Regions from separate parts of the Mus musculus genome. Here region 1 is linked to region 2. Evidence: chromatin contacts called from public HiChIP or PLAC-seq data. All regions are on one chromosome and are shown on one strand. Each heading gives the region's core, a stretch centred on a gene start, on an enhancer-like site or on the middle of the called end of the contact. The rest is flanking DNA. Distances are from core to core; before and after follow the strand shown. Region 1 overlaps Adgrf5 (adhesion G protein-coupled receptor F5). Region 2 has its middle 37 kb from the start of Adgrf1.

Evidence for each region. HiChIP or PLAC-seq counts read pairs in DNA pulled down with a chosen protein or histone mark.
Region 1: a contact with region 2 is called in an H3K27ac HiChIP or PLAC-seq map of large pre-B cells, with 3 times the contacts expected there. The contact joins two enhancer-like sites. A contact is called at or near these places in 1 of 115 datasets of contacts at active chromatin or transcription factors (large pre-B cells) and 2 of 9 other capture datasets (adipose tissue and pancreatic islet).

The regions. Positions count from the first base shown.
Region 1 is chr17:43,422,845-43,425,544 of GRCm38.p6, forward strand. Adgrf5 (adhesion G protein-coupled receptor F5) reads left to right here. Exons shown (of 21, transcript NM_001081178.1): 5 at 1,571-1,747; 6 at 1,870-1,979. Among named protein-coding and RNA genes, the nearest start is that of Gm25135, 30 kb to the right of the region's middle. Within about 2 kb of position 1,342, at least 1 of the 459 cell types and tissues checked has an H3K27ac peak or open chromatin away from gene starts, as enhancers often do.
Region 2 is chr17:43,231,552-43,234,341 of GRCm38.p6, forward strand. No RefSeq gene overlaps it. Among named protein-coding and RNA genes, the nearest start is that of Adgrf1, 37 kb to the right of the region's middle. Within about 2 kb of position 1,405, at least 69 of the 459 cell types and tissues checked have an H3K27ac peak or open chromatin away from gene starts, as enhancers often do.

The DNA of each region.
Region 1 (2,700 bases), core at 92-2,591, 190 kb after region 2:
GGTTGTCATAAAGCAACCAATAAGACATTTACAAACCCTTCCTTTCCCTCTGAACAATGTGTGGGCACAGCTCAGTATGTCATGTCTTTCTTTCCTTTGGGGTGTTGTAGATCGGGAAATAGGAACAAGATGTGTACCTAAATCCAAAGCAATACAGTAAGCAACGTTCTCCCAGGTCATGCTTTGCCTTTGTGTTTGAGAACTCCCTACTAAAACTAAACCCTTTCTCCTTTGTCTCATGGGTCCATCCCCAGAGACTCAGTGTCACATCTTGAGGCTGCTCTTTGTCCTATAAAAAAGTTCTGCAAATTAGAAAGCACCACTGTAACTTGGTTGTCCTATTTCAGAGGCAACTGTTTGATGGCATTGCATTGAGGAGCAGCATCCTAAGGAGCCCCATCTGCAGAATAGTCTCTTTGGTCCAAAATGAGAAACTGATTCAAGGGTCTCTGTTTGCAGAGCAGTTTTTCTTCTTTTATAATGACCCCAGTGAGATCAGGGTCCATTTGGACTGTTCTTTTAACTTGAAATGGAAAGGCTATTTATTTGCATTCTGTATTTATGATTTATTTCCATGTAACAAATCTCTCTTAGCACTATGGAACAATAGACATGTATTATCTTAAAGTTTCTGGGGGTCTGAAGTCTTGTAATAGCACCTAGATGAGTGGTTCTAACTTAGGAACTTTGATCTGAAGGCTCTAATGGACTGGAAGGGTCATTTTCAAGTTCACCAGGTAGGGTTTTTTGCAGACTACTGTTCCTAAATAGTTATTATTTAGAGGCCTTAATTCCTTACCATGTAGTTCTCTTCCTGACATATCTTTGTACCAGGCAGCCAACTTTCTCAGAGGAAAAGAGAGGAAGGAAAGGAAAAATGGGGGAGGGATAAAGGGAAGGGAGAGAGAGATATATGATAGATAGATAGATAGATAGATAGATAGATAGATAGATAGATATAGACAGATAAATAAACATACAGATAAAAGGAATATATACTAAATTATGCCATCATTTTTACCATGTTCTATGAGAAGGCACTATAAAAGGCTGTGTTCCTAGAGGCAGAGATGTTCAATAGTCTCTCTGTGGTTCTCAACCTTCCTAATGCTGCCACCCTTTAACACAGTTCCTCATAGTGTGATGAACACCAACATTATTTTCACTGCTACTTTGTAACTGTAATTTTGCTGAGGTTATGAATCATAACATGGATATTTTGGGAGACAGGGGTTTGCCAAAGGGTTGCGACCCACAGGTTGAGAACCACTACTGTTTGGTGTCAGGGGAGCAGATCATCACAGACATCTAGTGGCCGTGTAATATAAAACATGACTATCAAAAACGACTTAACAGCCTGCAGCCACTCAACCTTGTCACCTTTCTGGTGACCTCGTCTATGGCTTAGTGATCCATATCTGCTCCCTTGAATCTCATGCAATTCTACTGAACTTTCTAGAAGGTCGATTTGGTACTGAGCTAGGATTTCCCACCAGCATAGATACTTGCAATCTGCAAATGTTAGGGCGGTGACTACCTTGTCTTGCATTACTCTTTTGGTTTATGGCAGTCTGCACTCCTGCTGGAAATGACCTCTTGTGCTTCTGTGAGAAAGGCTACCAGTGGTCTGAGGAAAGGTGTCTCCACTCTCTCACTTGTCAAGACTATGACAGTGCCCTGCCAGGCGGCTACTGCAGTTGTCTGAAAGGACTTCCTCCCCAGGGACCTTTCTGCCAGCTCCCAGAAGGTACGAAATTGTTCTTTAAAGAGCTCTTGAATGCATTTCCAACTTTACTGAAAGCCAATGTCTATCTGCCTTGTCTGTTTTCAAACACTGGTGAGACATTTATATTTCCTTGTGTTTTTCAGCATTCATTACCTTAAAACTCAAAGTCAGACTGAACATAGGATTTCAAGAAGACCTAAAGAACACGTCTTCTGCCCTCTATAGGTCCTACAAGACTGATCTGGAAAGAGCGGTAGGTTGGGGCTGCTGGAGTCTTTACCCAAGAAACTACTTAGGAGGAAATGGAGTCACTCCCATTCACAGTGGGCAGTGTGCTTACCTGAGTATACCCTAGGTGTAAGGATTTGAAGTCATGCAAACCCACCTGAGGATTCAAACAGCATTCAGAGGATAGGGTGTCACCTTGGCCTCTCAGGAGGGCTTCTCCCTTGAGTAGAAATGATTCGGATAGCATTTGGTGGCATCCATTCACTAAGAGCAATCCAGAAGAGGTTGCTGGTTCAGGTCTGTTCTTCAGGCAGTCTCACATTCTGCTGTGTCGTGTAGCTCAGCACCTTCTTCCCAGTGAACAGTACTGGCCCCAAATGACTAGGTTTTTCCTACACAGATAAGACTTCTAACATCACTGGGTTACCTACCTCAAGGCTGAGCTCAGAGAATTTTAAACTTCTCTAGCTTTGAAGAAAGGGTTTGTCTGCCTTAAAATAGCAGGTCACAGTCTGTCATTTTGTGGCAGTAAAGGCAGAGGCTCAAGCAGCTAAACATATCATAACCACAGTCAAAACCAGAGATGAATGAGTTCATCTATACTGCCTGCTTCTTGCTGCTAATTCTCACTTAGCTTTCCACTGTCTCATGTAGCTCTGGGCCCTCTACCTATAAAATGGTACCACCCACAGTAGGCTAGGTCTTCTGACATCAATTAACAATCAAGACAATATCTCACAAATGTG
Region 2 (2,790 bases), core at 155-2,654:
ATACCAGAACAATCTTTACCAGCCTTCAACTAGTGGCTCGTATTTAAACCCACCACATCAGCTATAGACTGTAAGGAGAATAACATCACGTCCAGGGCATTGATGAGGCCAGACTTAAAGGCAATGGTGTAAGACTTTTACATGTGAGTGCTCTGGAATTTCATAAAGGCAAAAGTGGACGTCAAAAAGCCAATGCTAATTACAGGAAAGAATTCTCCAAAAAAAAAAAAATGTTTGCCATTGCCTCGAGCAATATGATCTAACATTCACTGTATGAACTCTGTCTCAAGAATTCAAACTTCTCCTCTACAAGATCCCGAAGCCTCAGAAGAGGATTTGTGTTTACTTCTTTCTCACTGGATCTCAAATGGCTACCAAATTTATCTAGTGTATTACATCACCATTGTCTCTCCACCAAGACCAAGGGCCAGAATTCAGGGGAGACCTCTCTAGGTGGGAGCTTACTCCTGTAAGATTGCTATCATGTCATGGTCACCAAAAGGCTTAACAGAGAAATGACTTCCAGGACTGTTTCATTACATGCTTAGTGATCGGAGCGATGTCACAGTGAGACTCTTTATGGATCTGCCAAGGGTCCCTGTGGCCTGGTAGTTCCTGAGGGTGAACCATCTAAACGGCCCAGTCAGCAGCTCTATGCAGTACTTCTCTGACCCGATCTCAGGAGCGAGACTCTATCACGTGTACTGTGTCTTTGGTCACACATGTCAGTCCTGATTCAGCATGAGGAGACCACATGAGCTATGGACACCAGGAAGGGAATGAGGTTCGCCGGGGACCATCTTGCCCCCTGGTTATTAAGGGATTCTATAAACATTCCATAAGAGGTTTGGGGTCAGGGGCACTGAGATGGTCCAGTGATTGAGAATGTTTGCCATATGGGTTTGATTACTTGAATTCGATCCCCAGAACCCTGAAAAAAAAAACAAGAGATGCCCCTAAAACAAGGCTTAAAAAAAGAACGGATTCCTGATATTCTTTAATCTCCATATACATCCATGTGCACTCACGCTCACACACACGTACACACACTAGCCAATATGAAGAAAGAGGTTTTAGGAAGAAAATATATGGAACAGCAGAACATTCAATCATATCGAGATGGGCTTTTGACTCTCAGGCCAAAAAATATTTAAAACAAAATTTTTTTTATCATCTAATTCCCCATCGTGACATTTACCCCAGCAGGCAGTGACCTACACCCTCTAGGTCAAACATTTTATAGCCTTCAGCAAGCTTTGCTCTGATAGAAACCCCTTAGCAACAAGCCCAGCAAATTGCAATTATAAAAACATGTCTGCTTCTCAGGAGGAATGCTGAGTCCTCAGTCAGCTGGCTTTCATCTGAGAGTCAGACCAGAGCTTGGTCAGAGTGTTGCTACAGGCAGGTGTTTTCTGGGGCAGGATGTGGTTGCACAGTGGCGCTCGCTCTCTGTCAGTCTGGGCAGAGGGATTCCACTGGCCTGATTGTTGCACGCTTGCTTCCTGAACAGGAAGTCCCTACCGCTTGGTGGACAGGTCCGTCCAAAACAAAACTGTTTGTATCCCAAGCCCCATCCCTGTGCTGAACCCCGAATGCTGTGGAACAGAGGTGACCCACGGACTCGATCATCAGCTACCACTCCCTATGGAGTGTTTACATTTATCACTCACTGGCTAACAAAGTCAAGCTATTTCCCCCGCAGAAACAAAAGCATAAACAGAAACACAGAGGGAGCAGCACTGAACAACGGCAGAGAAAATGACTGGTAGACTGGCAGACTGGCATATAGAGCCTTAGCAAACAGCTGAAGGCATGACCCAGGGCCTCCAAGATTATCTTGTAGAAAGAGGTTTCTTCTTCCCCTCCTCGTCGTCGTCCTTCTCCTCTTTTGCCTTCTCCTTCTCTTTCTTCTACTTCTCTCCTCCCCTCCTTCTTTCTCTCCCTTTCATTCTTTGTTTCTTTTTTTCTCGTTATTTGGAACTATACACACACATACACACACACACACACACACACACACACACACACACACACACAGAGAGAGAGAGAGAGAGAGAGAGAGAGAGAGAAAGAGAGAGAGAGAGAGAGAGAGAGAGAGAGAGAGAGAGAGAGAGAGAGAATTCTATTTCTTTAGTGGGCAATAGGTTAAAATGTATTGCTGTTACCTTTGAGCTTTCTTGAAAGAACACTCTGCAGTTAGCATTATCCTCCTCTACCCTCTGCTGAAGCATCCTGGTACACTCTTCTCCCATTTTACAAACATGTTTTCACAGACCATCCACTCCTTGGCATTGTGTCTGTTTCCATGTGCTGGCCTGTTTGGTTATGCCCGGTTGACCCACCTGAAAGATAAGCTTTGGTAGGCCTGAAGGTTCACATTCATAATCCTGGACCGGGAGGCCGAGAGAAAGAGGTTTCTTCAAGCTTGGGGTCAGCCATGGCTGCATGGTGAGGTCCAGGCCATGGGAGGCTACAGAGTGAGATTCTGTCTCAACAAAACAAAACAAAACAAAACAAAACAAAACAAAACAAAACAAAAAAAAGTAGCCAAATGAATAAGTAGTGAAGTCTATAAGAACACAAATTTTGCTTACTTTGCTGTTTGTTACCCCCCTCCACAAACCTAGAAAATAAATGACATTATGTTTGCTGATAAATAATTATTTTTTAAAAAGTTCTGCAGCAAGTCAGTTGTAGGCTGCTAAATCACTTCCCCAGTCTTTTGAGTCCAGATTTGACACATCTTTCACCTTCTGTAATCTGTACCACACGCTATGCTATTCTGGAGTC